Linked DNA regions of Sus scrofa: region 1 is linked to region 2. The links are chromatin contacts, called in public Hi-C maps. All regions are on one chromosome and are shown on one strand. Each heading gives the region's core, a stretch centred on a gene start, on an enhancer-like site or on the middle of the called end of the contact. The rest is flanking DNA. Distances are from core to core; before and after follow the strand shown.

Region 1 (2,700 bases), core at 68-2,567, 92 kb after region 2:
AGCTTGGGAGGGTTAGTGAGTTACCGGAAGGGTAGCTGGCACACAGCAGACGCCCACAGGGACGGTGACAGTGGTGGTTCACGTAGGGCAGGCCTGCCTGGAGTGGAGGCCTCCCTCCTGGCCTTGGGAAGGAAACGTCCTCCACGGGGTCCCGTCCTGCCGCACACAGGAGGTGGACCCAGACAGTGAGGCTTCAGAATCCTGGTTCTTAACACAATTCTCCTGCCGAGAGGAGGCGCCACGGGCAGCCCTCCGTAGGCAGCCCCCCAGGACCTAGTGCTGTTATTGGCCCGGTTGTTGTCTGGGTGGAAAAAACCACACTTTGAAGGCCCCTCCTGGATCCTGCCTCCCAGGACTCCACGTGTAGTCACAGGTGGCCTGGTGAGCATGCTTCCTCCAGTGAGGCAAAGAGTTTCAAAAGATGTCGACACACTCGGAGTTCCCATGATGGCTCAGTGGGTTAAGAGCCCGATTAGTATTCATGACAACATGGGTTTGATTCCCTGGCCCCGCTCAGCGGGTTAAGGATCTGGCATTGCCGTGATGTGTGGTGCAGGTCACAGACATGGCTCAGATCTGGAGACGCTGTGGCTGTGGTGTAGGCCGGCAATTGCAGTTCTGATTTGATCAATCCCTAGCCCCCGGGCATCGGTGTGCCAGAGGTGTGGCCCTAAAAAAAAAAAGGATGTAGGCAAATACTCCTGGGCCAATGAGGTCCTCTAAGAACCCCCCACTCTCTGCCTGTCACACTATCCCTTACCGATGGTCTTTCAGTTTCTATTTGCATACCTCTGGGGACAGTGGGCTCACCACCTATCGAGATTGCCTTTCTAATCATTTGAAAGCTTGTCTCTATCCTGAGCCTATAGCTGCCCCTTCGCTGGCCTGGCTCTGCCTTCCAGGAGGCAGTAAAAACCTGCTGGCATATGGGAGGGCAGAAGCCCGGACAGTGTGACCACAGAGCTGACACCAGCTTTTGCCCAGCGGGTCTTGGACTGCTGGGCTGCCAGCAGACCAGGCAGAGCAATTCTTCACCTCTTCTTCCTCCTCCTCTGCCCCCAAACGCACCAGGCAGCTTTGAAGCCTCTGTGTGTCACACGAACGCAGTTACATAAACATTACATGTGCAAGATTTCAAGGATCATAAGTGATGATGTTTCAAGGTAAAAAGGTTCTTTGTCTTTTCTCTTTTTTTTTGCAAGAAGACATCTGAATATGGAGCCTTTTTAGGAAGAAGAGTGACAGGCGGGGGTGGTTCTGTTTCGGAAGCCTGCCTTCCCGGGCTCCCCCGCTCAGCTGGCCGCCTGCAGGATGAATCTGCGGCAGATCTGAGCTGCTTTCCCGGCTCTGGGTCTGGCATGCACGTTGCAAGCACAGGCCACACTGCTGATGCCGCGGTGCCTGCTGGATCTCCGACAGGGGCACCCACGCTTCCAGGGGCCTGAAGAAACAGGCACTGGGAGGACAGAGCCTCCCACCTGCACTTGCACACAAATGTTCAAAGCAGCGTGATTCACAGGAGCCAGACGGTGGAAGCAACCAAGTGTCCATCCACAGATGAGGAGAAATGGGGTCCACACCAGCAATGGGAGGTTGGGCGGCTGTCAAAAGACAGGAAATTCAGACACACACACACACACACACACACACACACGCTACGACGCGGATGAAGCTGAAGACATTGTGCTGAGCGCGATAAGCCAGAAGCGAAAGGACAAACACTGCATGATTCCCCCTCTGAGACACCCAGAGGTCCCATCCACGGGGACAGGAGGAAGCCCGGTGGACAGGGGCTGTGCGGGGCGGGGGGGATGCGGGCTTAAGGGGGCCGAGTTCCGCTTTGGGAAGACGACACAGCTCTGGAGGTGACGGTGCCAAAGGTCGCCCAACACCCTGCACACCTAATGCCCCCAAAGTGAACCCTGAAAAACGTTAACACGGCGAAGTCTGTGTTCTGCGTGCTGTATCACAACGAAAAAAACGGAAACAACAAGCCCCCAAATAAACACCAAAATCACCCGGGGTTTCGGGGCTGTCAGTCCTCCCTGGGGGCGGAGCCTCCCCCGCTCCGCGAACTCCAGCGTTTCCTACGGGAAATCGGGAAACCGAGGCAGGGAGAGGCGTCGGCGCGGGGGCGGCGGGCGCCAGGCTTCAGTCTCGCCGCCCGGTCTTTGCCTCCCGGGGGGCCAGGTGTTCTCGGACCCCCCGAGCCGGGCCTGGAGAGGGAGGACGGTGGGCTGCGCGCGCGCCCTCCCGGGGGTTAGACACGCTCCATCCTCACGCAGGTGGGTGGGAGCCCCGACAAGGGCCGCGGCATCGGGGACTGGCCCGGGCGGAGCCTGCAGGGCGCTCTCCACGCCCCGCGACCGTGGATCACCCGCCGCACCGGCCACACCGGGCCGGGGCCGCCGAGCGGCCAGGGCGCCACCTGCTGGTGGAGGCGGGGGGCGCGCGGGGCCGGCTTCCTCCCGCCGCGGGGCTCTGTGCGGCCTCCTGGGCGCAGAGAGCATCAGACAGAGTTCCATTCCCTGGCAGTGCGGAGGGGAAGAGACCCCTCCGACAGCCAGGGGCGGGGTCGTCCCCGGCCTCCCCAGCCCGCGTCTCTGCTCCTGCGCCTGCGCCCACGCTTCCCTCTTCCTGTGAGGACGCAAGTCATTGGACCCGGCACCGCCTCGTGTCAACTGGATCACACCTACAAAG
Region 2 (2,700 bases), core at 42-2,541:
AAAAGGCCTCGGCTGGCTCCCTCGAGGGGGCGCTGCTCCGGGAGGGGCCGGGGATACAGGACAGGCCACTGCCTGCAAAAGGCATCAACTCCGCACACACACACTGGACACCCGGCCCGAGGGCACAGCACCCGCCACGGAAAGATGAGCGCAGACGTCAAGTCTGACCACAGCCTGCGGGAAGCACAGGGCAAGGAGGCCGGGCACAGCCAAGGCGGATGGTAAAGGCTCCTCGTGGCCCCAGGACCAGGCTTGTCAAGTGAGGCACCTGGGAAGGGCCAGGCTCAGAAGACGGGCTGCAGAGACAAGCTCGACCGGAGGAGAGGCGGCACAGACACCGGGGGCTTCGGCTAAATGAACGCTCTGTCCCCATGACCTGAGGCTGGCACCACCTCCAGAGCAGACACATGACCATCAATGGGCCACTCGACAGTGATCACCCAGACAGCAGGCGCTCATCAAGCACCTACCATGTGCCAGGCCCGACTCTGGGCACTGAGAACACAGCAACAAACACAACTTGACAACAATCTCTGGCCTGACCAAAAAAAAGAAAAAAGTCTCCTTAATGGCGCAGCTGGTTAAGGACCCGAGGGTGCCACTGCTGTGGCGCGAGCTCCGTCTCTGGCCCAGGGAAGCCCCAAGTGTCGAGGGAGCAGCCGCCTCTGGCCTCACAGAGCCGACCCTGCAAGCGAAACAGAGGAAGCACACGCGTGGGAGGTGGCGGCGAGGGGCTCGGGGGAGGTGGAGGTGGTTCCCAGGCAGCAGGGAGGCAGGCAGGCAGGCAGCAGGGAGGGACTGAGGTGCAGGTCGGGGACAGAGGGACAGAGGGGGAAGTAAGAGGGGAGGCGCCAGTGGACTCAATCCTGAGTCGGTGCTGCTGCCTTGGCTTTTTTGTTTTGCTTTTTAGGGCCACACCCACGGCACATGGAGGTTCCCAGGCTAGGGGTCAGATCAGAGCTGCAGCTGCCGGTCTACACCACAGCCACAGCCACAGCCACGCTGGATCCTCAACCCACTGAGTGAGGCCAGGGATCGAACCTGCGTCTTCATGGGTTCTCGTCAGGTTGGCTTCTGTCGCGCCACGCCGGGAACCCCGCCGCTGCCTTGGTTTGATCAGCGTCTGAGAGAGAGTCCTGCAACTACAGTGCAGGTCTGAGAAGGTGCTGGCTCAGGCCTCAACAGCCAGTCCCCAGCGCCACCTCTGACTCACCGCCGCCACCAGGCCTCCCACTGCAGAGGCAGCGACGGAGGCCCCTGGACACAGGTCACGGTGGCGGGTGCCAGGGCTCAGGGAGGAATTTCCGACCGTGACCCGAGCCCACCCTTCCTGTGGCGTCGCTCCTGGGATCCCAGCCCCGTCCTGCGCTGGACGCCGGCCGGTGTCCCGGCTGGAGGCCAGGGTCCTGCCGTCCTCCAAGGGCGACTCTGGCGGCCCCTCTTTCCCAGCCCTGCCCGGCCGCCTGGCCTAGAAACGCCTGCCCTTTCTCCCGTTTCTTCGGTGCTACTCCTTTACTTTAAAATAAGCTTTTAGCTCCGTTTAGATTCCCGGGAGGCCGTGAGGAGTGCGGAGCTCTCCGTGTCCCCCGGTGCTCGCCTCCTGCCTGGCGTGCTGTGTCCGCCACAGGCTGACCCGCAGCAGGTCACTAGAGGCCGCCCTCCGCTCAGCTCTCCCTGTGCCCTCCGTCCGGGTCCGGGCCGGCACCCGCAGGCCGTTTCGCTGTCCTGTCCCCCCAGCTCCTCTCGCTCAGACGCGCCGGACTCAGTGGGGCGCCGGGGCCCTCCTCAGGGTTACACTGGGTGGGGGTTCGGCCAGGGAGCAGGCCCGTCCCCCTCGGCGCTGACCTCGAGCGCCTGGCTCAGGTGTGTTTGTCGGGCTTCCCTCCAGGGGTGTCCCCGTCCCCACTGTCCTCCCAGGAGGGACGTCCCTGTGGGCCCCACGCGGGAGGGGTGGGGAGTCAGTGCCACCTCCTCGGGGGTGGAGTCGCCCCCTGGATGGGATGCTGGGACTCCTCCTGCTCAGGTGACTGTTTGCTGTCCCCTTGCGTATCTCTGTGTTCAGTGAGTTCCCAGGGGGCGGTGTGGACGCACAGTGTCTGTCTTACAGTCTGGATTATAATCCGACACTGCATCACGAGAGGCGGTACTGTGGGTGCCTGGCACTCAGGGCTGGGTTAGCACCCAAAGGCCCCACCAACCACATTCAGAAAGAAAATGAAACCTCGGGCAGCCTGAAGGAAGAGGGAGATGGCAGGCCTCCCTTCTCCAGGGACACTGAGACGCTCACAAGACCAGGAAGGGGGACCATGCCAGGCGACTGCACCCCGACGAGAGCCGGGTGGGAGGTGACAGCTGGTGCCCCAAGAGGCCCCAGGGGACCAGCAAGGCAGAGAGACTCCTGCCTCCACAGCCTGGCCGAGAACACGGCAGAGGGGACGCAGCCAGCACAGGTGCTGCGCTGACCACAGGGCACATAGGCAGACACATCCTTCTGGTCAACCATGCTGCTGGGCCTTGAAACCAAGCGGCCTGGGCTGAGCAGGACCCACACGAGCTGGAAGCCCAAGGGGAAAAATCCTAAGACTTATTACAAGAACCCAAAAGATCTAGTGACAGAGAAACTGGAACCTGAATCACAGGCATCCCCAGCTGGCCAGGTCTGCCGGGGGGGTGGGGAGGGACAGAAAGGTAACGAGAGCT

What was found. A called contact is a pair of places that touch in the nucleus more often than the background predicts.
Region 1: a contact with region 2 is called in a Hi-C map of retroperitoneal adipose tissue, with 2.4 times the contacts expected there. The contact joins two enhancer-like sites. A contact is called at or near these places in 19 of 47 Hi-C or Micro-C datasets (alveolar macrophages, brain, embryonic fibroblasts and 12 more) and 1 of 2 datasets of contacts at active chromatin or transcription factors (skeletal muscle).

The regions. Positions count from the first base shown.
Region 1 is chr12:61,220,739-61,223,438 of Sscrofa11.1, forward strand. No RefSeq gene overlaps it. Among named protein-coding and RNA genes, the nearest start is that of TNFRSF13B, 24 kb to the right of the region's middle. Within about 2 kb of position 1,318, at least 26 of the 83 cell types and tissues checked have an H3K27ac peak or open chromatin away from gene starts, as enhancers often do. A contact at or near this core is called in retroperitoneal adipose tissue and skeletal muscle, where this site is marked.
Region 2 is chr12:61,128,325-61,131,024 of Sscrofa11.1, forward strand. All of the region lies in intron 3 of MPRIP (myosin phosphatase Rho-interacting protein), which reads right to left. Among named protein-coding and RNA genes, the nearest start is that of MPRIP, 56 kb to the right of the region's middle. Within about 2 kb of position 1,292, at least 11 of the 83 cell types and tissues checked have an H3K27ac peak or open chromatin away from gene starts, as enhancers often do. A contact at or near this core is called in retroperitoneal adipose tissue and skeletal muscle, where this site is marked.